2 separate regions of the Mus musculus genome follow, and region 1 is linked to region 2. The links are chromatin contacts, called in public Hi-C maps. All regions are on one chromosome and are shown on one strand. The core of a region is the stretch at or near the end of the contact, and the rest is flanking DNA. Distances in the headings are between cores, read along the strand shown. Region 1 overlaps Psme4 (proteasome (prosome, macropain) activator subunit 4). Region 2 has its middle 19 kb from the start of 4930505A04Rik.

Region 1 (5,196 bases), core at 270-2,769, 300 kb before region 2:
CTTTCAATAAGAAATTATACTCTTATCCTTTTTTGGTTTGGTTTGCTTGCTCTCTTAAACTTTTCTGTAACCTTCCCTTAGTTGTCTAGGTACTGTATTAGTCACAGTATACTTGTTTTTTCTGTGTCAATTTTGTTTTGTTTTACAGGATTTTGTTTTATGTGCACTGGTGTTTTACCTGCATATATGTCTGTGTGAGGGTGTCGAATTCCCTGGAGCTGGAGCTATAGTCATTTGTCAGCTGCCATGTGGGTGCTGGGAATTGAACTCAGGTCCTCTGGAAGAGCAGACAGTGCTCTTAACCACTGAGCCATCTTCCCAGCCCTTATCAAGAATTTTTAAGAAGTCTATTTGTACACAGTACCGTTCAGTTTCATATGAATTTCAGTTTGCCCATGGTTGGAAGTTTCCTAATTGTAAGATAAGAAACCTCAAGGACAACATGATTCATGACTACATATACCACTTGCCCAAAATCCAACTAAGGGCTAAGTTCACAACTGCCTGTAATCATTTTTCACTGCTCCATTTATACACTTTCATTCTTCACCACTAAATCTATAATCTAAAAACCTTTAAAAAATCTGCCATTTGCAGTCACATGCAAGAAGTTCAGACTGTTGACCTAGGCCTTAGATTTGAGGCAATATCAACATGTCTAAGAAAGTGAAAGAAATCACACCAGTGTTTAAAATTTTGACTTATGAAAGAGAAAAGTTAATACAGACACATAAACAATGTTCTTCAGGAAATCAGTAAATAAGTGATCTCACTTGGGGTTGTAACTGAAAACAGTTAATAAAACCTAAAGAACAAGTGGCGTATTTATGCCAACAATCCCAGTACTTAGATGCAGAGGCAACTGGATTATAAGGCCAAGGCTAGTCTGGGCTACCAAGAATCTGAAGCTTAGCTACCTAACAAGAGCTTGCTTTTAAGAATTAACTTTTAAGCCAGATGGTGGTGCCGCACACCTCTGATCACAGCACCTGACAGGCAGAGGCAGGCAGATCTCTGTGAGTAGAATATAGCCCAGTCTACAGAAGTAGTTCCAGGATAGCCAAGGCTACATGAAGAAACCCTGTCTTAAAAAAAAAAAACCAAAAAACAAATAATTTTTAATTTCTAAAAAGTAAACTTTAATTACATATCTTAAGCCAAATTTGCAAAGAGCATGGATACTAAAACATTGGAGGAAAAGTAATCACAGTAGACAAAACCATGTACGTGAAGATGATACTTAGTCTGCGATGACTGCCTAGCAGCACAGAGTGACAAATGATCATGTTATACTTTGCACATTTAAAATAAATACAACAAAAATTTTCAACATTAGGTCTTCAATAATCATGATGTACATGCAAGGAACCAATAATCAGCAAGACAGCCATAGTTCTAAATGTTACAAGGAAATGACAAAAACCAAGGACTGGCATTTGAACAGCTTCTATCCTAAGTGTAGTTAATTAGTAACACCGAGACTTTGTCCGGGCATGTGAAGACGCAGCACTTGGAGGACGAGCAGAGGACCACTCATGCATGTTTGTTCTGTATGGGGTGGACGGACCCACCATTCCTCTACTTGTGTAGAGTGCCCTGGGAAAGACGGAAGGCCCTTACTTAAAACATTTACATTACTTAATGAAGTAAAGTACATAAAATGCCAGTTTGGCGTGTGGGGATTGTTTTGTGGAATGATGGCTCAGTGATTAAGAGCATTTGCATCTCTTACAGATGACCCACGTTCAATTCCTAGAACCCACACGGCGGCTTACAACCACCTGCAGCTGCTCCAATTCCAAGACTCAATGCATTCTGCTGTCCTCCAAAGTAGGCTAAACACATGTAGTGCACATGAACTCACACAATCACACACAAATGAAAAAAAGTAACTTTTTAAGAAGAAAAAAAGAATGGCAGATATCCACTGCATCTAATAACAAAAGAATGACTGAAGTATGGTAAGGATGACTGTTGAGATGTCTCAGTGAAAAAGCTTTGAAAAAAAATACAGAATCAAATAGCTTCAAAAGGGTAAAAGTCAAAGTCAAGTTACATAGAAATGAGCACAGTAAAATATGAATTTGCACTGGGCACAGTAGTATCACTAGGGAGGCAAAGGTAGGAGAATCTTGGTGAGTTTAAGGACAACCTGGTCTACATACATGGTGGGTTCCAGAACAGCCAGAGTTATGGCAAGAGAGCTTGTCTCAGACAATAAATAAATAAATAATAAACAAACAAAACAAGGGCAAAGCATTTGCTTACTTAACCCATTATTTCCCCATTGTATTCACTCTCCTAAAGCACAGGGGCCAGGCCTCAAAGAAGCACTTTAATACTTACTTAGGAAATGAATTTAATCTCAGGTGCTCTGTCTTGGAATATAATATTCTTTCTACCAAGTCATAAAGTGGTCTCCAAGGTAACTCTAAATCATCTCTTGAAAGAAGTTCCTTTTTTCTAATTAAAAAAAGAAAAGAAATATATGCAAACATTTATACAGATGCATGGTTACCGAGTATATACACAAAGAGGACAGGTAATCACAGTGTGGGTGTTTTGCCTGTCACTGGTAGAATGAGCACTAAGGAAAAACTTGTGCTTCTCAACACCAAGCACAATTAATTTAAAAAAGCATTTAAACTTGTGCCACCATTACTGGAGAGGAATTTCATACTTTTACATTTTTTGAGGATTTATTTCTGTGTGTGAGAGTTTTGCCTGTGTGTGTGTGTATGTACACACTATGCACACCTGGTACTCTCAACAATCAAAGAAGGCAAGGGATAGCCTAGACATGGAATTATGGATAACTGTGATCTGGCATGTGGATTCTGGGTCCTTTGCTAGAGCACTAAATGTTATCTCTCTGGCGCTCAAGTTTCCTGTTTTGGTACACCATATGTGTAGTTTCTACCCTTTGCTGGGTACAAGAATAGTTTATACCCCATGGAGCAAACAATAAGCATATATAAAAACCTAACCACCTATAATTGAACATGTACAACTAAAAGCTTCACAGAGAAAATAAATTTTTAAATCAAAACATACAGTTAAACTATGGGAAACTATTCTCAAAACTGATTCTCATTCACTAACACTTAAAAAAAAAACAAAATCTCTCCAGGAATAACAGAAAATAGACTTACTTTAACAAGTTGATCAAGAGACGGGCAAATCCCTGCATCATGCTGATTTCTAGTTTTGGAATTGATACCAGCTCATACAGTAACTTAATAAAAAGAACATGATCTTCTTTGCTAAATTTTCTCCCATAAAGTCGGATATAACTGCAAAAGGAAAACAAAGCTGTTAAAAATTAATCTATTCAATCGTGTTCCTTACTATGTTGTCCATACTAACTAAGCTGATGTTCCATGGTATAATAAATGGGAAAACACACACACACACACACACACACACACACACACGATAAAATCCATCCATTGTGCTCAGCCTATTTTAAAAAAATCAAATAAATAAGTGTAAAAATTTATAAAGAAAATCCTGTAATGTGCTATATATAACATGGACAACCTGCCAGACATGGTAGTGCATATCTACAATACCAGCACTCGGGAAGTGATAAAAGAGGATCAGGAGTTCAAGGCCAGTTTGGATTACATGAGACCCTTCAAAAAAGAACTCCTCAGTGTGAAATGTCAAGAAAGTAAATTTATAATGTACAGATTTAAAAGAAAAAAGGAAAAAAAAAGCCTATCATGAATGTGATGGACCTTAACTTCTAAATACTACTAAGAATTTTATATTTATACAAAATAATTATTCTGTACTTTAATCAACATATTATCAAGCATTTAATAATAAAGCCAAATTAGAACACTGTTGTCTTATCAGATCACATCCCCAGCATTGGAAGTAAATTTAAGGCCTGACACATTCTACCACTAAGCTGTATCTCCAATACCCCTACCATTTGTGGTACCCCCATAATCCCAGCAGTAAAAGGATAGGTAATATTAAAAGTTCATACCCAGTCTGATTTACACAGTGGGTTTCAGACCAGTCAAGGCTGCATAGTGATACCCACTCTCCAAAGAACTAAATAAAAATAAACTGACAGTTTATCTCAAAAGTATATTCAATTTTTAACTTAGAAAAAGCTTTGGCAATAAGCAAGCTTAAGACTAATAATGAGTGTTCACATCTCTTGCTCCCTCCTTTAGGCAGGGTCCCACTATATAGCCCTAGCTGGCCTGGAACTCACCATGTAGATCAGACTGGCTTCAAACTCACAAGAGATTCACTAAATGAGTCAGTTATGTTCTAAGTTGTTTGGGGTTTTTTTTTTAATTTATTTATTTTATGTATATGAGTACACTGTCACTGTTTTCAGACACACCAGAAGAGGGCAATGCATCCCATTACAGATGGTTGTGAGCCACCATGTGGTTGCTGGGAATTGAACTCAGGACCTCTGGAAAAGCAGTCAGTGCTCTTAACTGCTGATCTTTCCAGCCCCATGTTCTAAGTTCTAATAACTGTGCATAAGAGATCCACAAAACAATAATGTCTCTCACCTAAAAGCCCCTTGATTAAGAACAGATACTCCCTGAGATGCTGGTAGCTGCTGTTCATGTAAGATAAATGAGGAAACAGACTGACTGCCTCCATCTTAGGCTTCGAATCCATCCAAAGATGATCAAGGTTCATCCTATTTCTGATTAAGCCTCTGTTTCTCAAGGATTGGGCTATGCCCCAGCTGCAACCTCAACTACAAATGGTTCTGGTATTGCCTATTCCAGAAATGGCAATCATCATTGTTTTAAAAAATTGTTTATAACCATTTTGCAACCTTAGCCTTGTTTCTAAGGAGTTGTTATGGCTACCTTATTATGATACCTTACAACTATGTCTTGTTTCAAGTGCTTGATATGCTTAGGTTCTGTTCCTATAGCCCTGCCTATCCCTCCATACATCACTCAGCAATTCCCCCAGTTGGAAACCCACTTGCATCCAATGTTTACCTCTCAAACCCCACCTTGGGGTTGGAGGGCAGCCCATGTACACAAATAAAAAACCTTGTTCTAAATTAATTGATTGCTTTAATTAATATGGCGGTAATGATTCAGTGGTCTTTCTCCTCCTAGCTTTGGGATTAACATAACAAGCCACATTTCCATTTCCCTTAAACAAGTTTGGTTGACCCAAATGCATACCTAGACAAGCAGG
Region 2 (5,429 bases), core at 159-2,658:
TCACAGGTCTTGGTGAGGAATATTGATTTTTTTTTCTGTCTGTTTTATTCCACACACATGCTAGGTAAGCTTTCTACCACTAGCCATACATCTGGCTTTGGTTTGTGATTGAGAATAAAACCAAGTTCTGATAATTTTATTAAATTAAAATGTAAATATCTGGTTCTTAAATGAGCTTACCAGCAGATGGGAAGTGGTTTACTTTCCACTTTTCAGGGAATCTAGATTACCCTTTCTCCTCTGCTAGGAAAAAAAATCAGAGTGCATTCGTGGTTGGATGTCCCAGATGCATCTTTTATCTTCAAAGTACATGTTTATTTCCAATTTCCCTCATAGATTCTGAAAGTATCAACAAATGCAGTCTTTCTCCCTTTCTTCCTTTCCTCTCATCATTTGTCAAAAATGTTAGATGTTGTTGGGAGGAAGATTAGAAGGTTCAGCAGATCCACTGTCTTAAAGATGGAATTTCTATTTCAGACTATTTTAAAAAGTGAGAATTACCATTATTTTACTCTGCAAGGACAAAGGCAACATTTCTAGGAAGTTTTTTACAGATCAATCTGGATGAAGAACATGCATACAAAACTCTATTAAGAAATCTGCACAGAGAGTATATTGTGTGCTAATTCTTTGGGAATGTAGTGTAGATATCAACACTACAGAAGGGAAACACTAAAGCAAAAGTATCTATGTGCTGGGCATGGTGGAGCATGCCTTTAATCCCAGCACTTGGGAGGCAGAGGCAGGTGGATTTCTGAGTTTGAGACAAGCCTGGTCTATAGAGTGAGTCCCGGGACAGCCAGGGCTACACAGAGAAACCCTGTCTCGAAAAACCAAAAAAAAAAAAAAAAAAAAAAAAAAGTATCTTTGTGAGAGATGATTTTTCAAGGAAGTAATAGAAGAATCAGCTATTTCTTTACTGATCCTAAGCACCACCGTTTGATCACCTAAATCACAGCACCCAAGTGCCACGGACCGGGCCTAGTCAGACCCCCTCAATCCGTGGGAATCAGAGGTTCCAGCAGGTGGACATGGAGTCGGCGAGAAGGGGGTGACAAAGAGACAGGACACAAGGGAGTGTGGCTCTGAATGTATTTTGTCCAAACGAACACCAGACTTGTAATACAGAAGAAAAACAAGAAAAGCCAGGCGAACACACCTGCCAAGTTACATTGACACAAAACAAACAAAAAAAAAAGAATGCATATATAAAATTATGGCAGGGAACCAGGTCGTGTTTACCACTTAAAATGGAGCCAGTGAATGCTCTGATGCAAAGCTAGTCTATTGTTAAACCCACCACCAGGGGTTCTTTAGTAAATACCTGATGATGCTATTCCTCTGGGCCTAGAGAAGAAACCTGTACCAGGGGAATTCCCTTTCCACCAACTCTTTCATGGGACAGCCCACCTATTTGTTAGGCCATTGTGTATTCCTGTGTTTGGGTGAAACTCAAACTATTGTCCTAAGTTATCACTATGCAGACCAGCCCTGAGCTTTTCTAGCTCTGTTCTTTGTAATGCTTATTTAGTTTCAATGTCTCTACTAGAAGTGAATTTGAATGTTACTGGATAGGTAATTTTCTTACTGAATTCCAAGCTCCAAGTTGGTTCAAGGGCTGTCTGGGACATTGATGAAAACCAGAGAGTAAAATTTAACCTGATTAAGTACTTGTAAAATCATTTCTTGGAAGTACCTATAATACAAGAAAGCACTCAGATCCATACATCAGGCTAACTCAGAGACAGGGTTTGAGCATATGGGCTATGGGAATGCCAAGGTTCCAGGAGGCATAGTTTCCTTGAAACTCTTTCACTTGTGACTGCTTTTAGGCCCTTAGGCCTACCAAGAAGACTGCACTGTAGTGATGTAGCACCCAAGGAGGAAGACACAATGGTTATATAATGGGTGATCCTTTGTGAAAGCATGGCATTCAGGCAAAGAAAAGAGCTTCAGTGGCAGAGTGTAGGAGAAACTGTATTGAAGGATATTGGCAACAGAAATAGAAGTAAAGAAAAGCAATGGGTTCTTGTTGCAAAACAAGGACAGTGGTTATGTCCAGACTATAGGGAGTGGGTTTTGTCCAGAACAGGTACACAGAAAGCCTTACCCATCCCTGCCTTCTAGGAGCTTCCACTTCTTCACTAAAGTTGTGGGTTCATAAACACCCACTTTGTAATTATTTGTATTCCCTACTCAGTTTTTTCTAGCCATGAAGTCTGAACAAAATCACTCCTCCACTACTTTTAATCAAACTAATAAGCCTCCCCTGACAACCCCCTCTCCTGGTTTCTTTTTCTGGTTCTCCTCTCTCTCCTCAGTGATAGATTGCCCATCAACCCTCGATGATGCCTACTTTCAGCCTACCAGCAGCCTCCTCCTACTTCCTCCTGCTCTGCCATGGTGCCACCTTTACTTCCCCCTGACTGGCCCACAGGCAGATAAGATCCACCAAATTAATGCCATCTACCCATTTTGGGCTGAGGCAGTCTCTAACTAGAACCCTGAGTGAGGCTACAATTCTTGGGGCATTTTCACTAGAGATCAATTTATAACTTACCTCCTGGCCAGTCTCTGTAAGGCTGTCCTAAAAGTAGTTAACTGTCCTTAAAAATATCCAAAAAGTCATCCAAGGAAAACATGAAAACCTGCCTCAATCTCTAGATTACCTTACAAAGGCCCTCTGGATCCCGAGACTCCAGATGGGAAACAAGTCCTTTTGACCTATTCTCCCAGAGTTTCCATAATATTAGGGCCAAAATTAAATGTCTGGATAAAGGAACCCTTAAATGTCTAGAGAAAGGCCACAGGCAGAACTCCTAGCTGTGGTCTTTATGGTATACTATGAGAAAGATGAAAAAAAGCCCCCAAACAAAAATATCTGATGCTAACAAAGGCCTTTTGACTGGTCAAGGAAGCTGTCCATGTTCCTTGGACTGCCAAAGCCTGAGAACCTCTGGTTCCTTATTTCAAATCTGGAAAGAGGATCACTGGACCTGAATCTGTCCAAGCCTGTGTAAGCCACCTCATCCAAGATGCCATCAGGAGGTACATTGGGGCATTGACCGCCCCTATGTCCTTCATGACATGGGAACATCAAGCCCAAATCAACCTCCCACGTCTGGCCATGGGTAGCTCAGGGAGCTTGGACTCCCTTGGCCTGACCACTACCATCTCCAACAGTGATCCTCAGGTAGTCATCACAGTATCAGAGCAATCTATCTTTCTCTGGATATTGAGGACAATTTTTGAGTCCTGACAGAGTTTTAGGTACACACTTCTCCTTATGTCAGCACACTTTACCACACTCACCAAACTCCACCACTTGCTAGTTCCCTTGCTGAACGGGACCTCAGAGCCTCTATTTCCCTTACTCTCCCCATAGGCTTGACCCCAGACTCACCAGCCATTCCCATCCTCCTTCTCCTCAAAACTCACACAATCTGACTCACCTCTTCCTTTACCAACTGCCCAGGTGGATCCATGGGTATGGAACACCCAAAAACATTCTATAGTTAGACACCACATCCATCTCACATCATTCAACTATAAAACCTTACCAAATGTATCACCCAGGCTCCATACCCACTTTCTCTTCAAAGCCTGTGACAAACTCTTAAGAAAAAGTCATCTGCATCCCACTTCTTCCTCCTTCAACACTCCCATACCTGAGGTGAAATTTTCCAATCGGTTCAGGATCTCAGCCTCCCCAACTCAGTAGTGGTTCCTCTTCATCACATAGTATCTGTGATGGTTTGTATATTCTTGGATCAGGGAGTGGCACCATTTGGAGTTGTGGTCTGGTTGGAGTAGGTGTGTCACTGTGGGTGTGGGCATAAGATCCTTACCCTAGTTGCCTGGAAGTCAGTCTTCCACTAGCAGTCTTTGGATGAAGACATAGAACTCTCAGTTCTGCCTGTGCCATGATAGCCTAGATGCTGCCATGCTCCACCTTGATGATAATGGACTGAACCTCTGAATCTGTAAGCTAGCCCCAATTAAATGTTGTTTTTTATAAGATTTGCATTGGTCATGGTGTCTGTTCACAGCAGTAAAACCCTAACTAAGACAGTATCCAACCCCTATCCTCTCCACCATGCCTCAGAGGCCTCCAATTTCTCTGTCCTAGATCTTAAGGATGCTTTTTTTCCCCATTTGACTTGGTCACCAGTCAAAAATTACCTTGACATTTACTTGAACTGACCTTTTAATTTGTTGTTGTTGAGGTCCAACTTTAATCCATGGTTGTCTAATAAGATACAAGACCCCTGAGCTGCTGAGAAGAAGGTATATTCTTTTGTGTTTGGGTGAAATACTCTATAGATGTATGTTAGCTACATTTGATTCATAATGTCTATTAATTTTATTGTTTCTCTGTTTAGTTTTTGACTAGTGACACATCATTTGGTGGGAGTGAAGAGTTGAAGTCTCCCACTATTAATGTGTGGGGTTCAATGTGCAATTTAAGTTTTAGCAATGCTTGTTTTACAGTTATAGGTTACCAAAAATACCCATGCAAGGAGTTACAGAGACAAAGTTCAGAGCAGAGACTGAAGGAATGACCATCCAGAGACTGCTCCACCTAGGGGTCCATCCCATAAACAACCACCAAACCCAGACACTATTGCAGATGCCAACAAGATGCTGACATGAGCCTGATAAAGTTGTCTTCTGAGTAGCTTTGCTAGTGCCTGGCAAATACATAAGTGGATGCTCACAGTCATCCATTGGACAGAGCATAGGGGTCCCCAATGAAGGAGCAAGAGAAAGTACTCAAGGAGCTGAAAGGGTTTTGCTGGGTATACTAGTCTAAATTGACATCTGTGGTTTTATAGAGGCTGCAAGATAACCCAGGTCCCTTTAGGGGTTTACTTGGTCCTCTTTTAAATACCTCTACCTGTTTGAATGTATTTTCCTATATTTCTTTAATAGATTTATTTATTTCTTCTTTAAGGGACTCTATCATCTTAATAAGAATGGATTTAAGGGGTGTGTGTGTGTGTGTGTGTGTGTGTGTGTGCATGCGCGAGTGCACATGCTTTGGTGATGGGTCTATTAGGACAACTCTATTGTCTTGATCTCTGAATTGAGCCTCTCCCCCGAGAAGAAAAGGGGGTCAAAAGTGGGTCACCGACGCACCGTTCCGAGAATAACAACCACAGAATGTTCCAGCCCTAAGTCAGTGCCAGATGTCCTGACCACGCCCTGATACCACCAAGTTCCTGCTTCCCCGTGCAGCTGCCAAAAGAAAAATTTCTATTGCCCCCCTGCCCCCCCCCCCCCCCCGCTGATAAGTACTTGTACTTCCCCTTTTGCTTGTGCATTTCTACTGCCCCACCCCTCCTGCTGAAAGGCACTTCCCCTTTTGCTTGTGCATTTAAGCCTTGGGCCTTTCTCAATACAGCGAGACCTTGATGTTTCTCAGACTG

The links. Hi-C and Micro-C count contacts between places; a contact is called where the count stands out from the background.
Region 1: a Hi-C map of embryonic stem cells shows a contact between it and region 2, with 2.0 times the contacts expected there. The contact joins two enhancer-like sites. A contact is called at or near these places in 4 of 484 Hi-C or Micro-C datasets (the HPC-7 cell line and embryonic stem cells) and 1 of 115 datasets of contacts at active chromatin or transcription factors (embryonic stem cells).

Annotation. Positions count from the first base shown.
Region 1 is chr11:30,789,189-30,794,384 of GRCm38.p6, reverse strand. Psme4 (proteasome (prosome, macropain) activator subunit 4) reads right to left here. Exons shown (of 47, transcript NM_134013.3): 2 at 3,153-3,293; 3 at 2,347-2,463. Among named protein-coding and RNA genes, the nearest start is that of Psme4, 20 kb to the right of the region's middle. Within about 2 kb of position 1,519, at least 7 of the 459 cell types and tissues checked have an H3K27ac peak or open chromatin away from gene starts, as enhancers often do. A contact at or near this core is called in embryonic stem cells, where this site is marked.
Region 2 is chr11:30,488,115-30,493,543 of GRCm38.p6, reverse strand. No RefSeq gene overlaps it. Among named protein-coding and RNA genes, the nearest start is that of 4930505A04Rik, 19 kb to the right of the region's middle. Within about 2 kb of position 1,408, at least 7 of the 459 cell types and tissues checked have an H3K27ac peak or open chromatin away from gene starts, as enhancers often do. A contact at or near this core is called in embryonic stem cells, where this site is marked.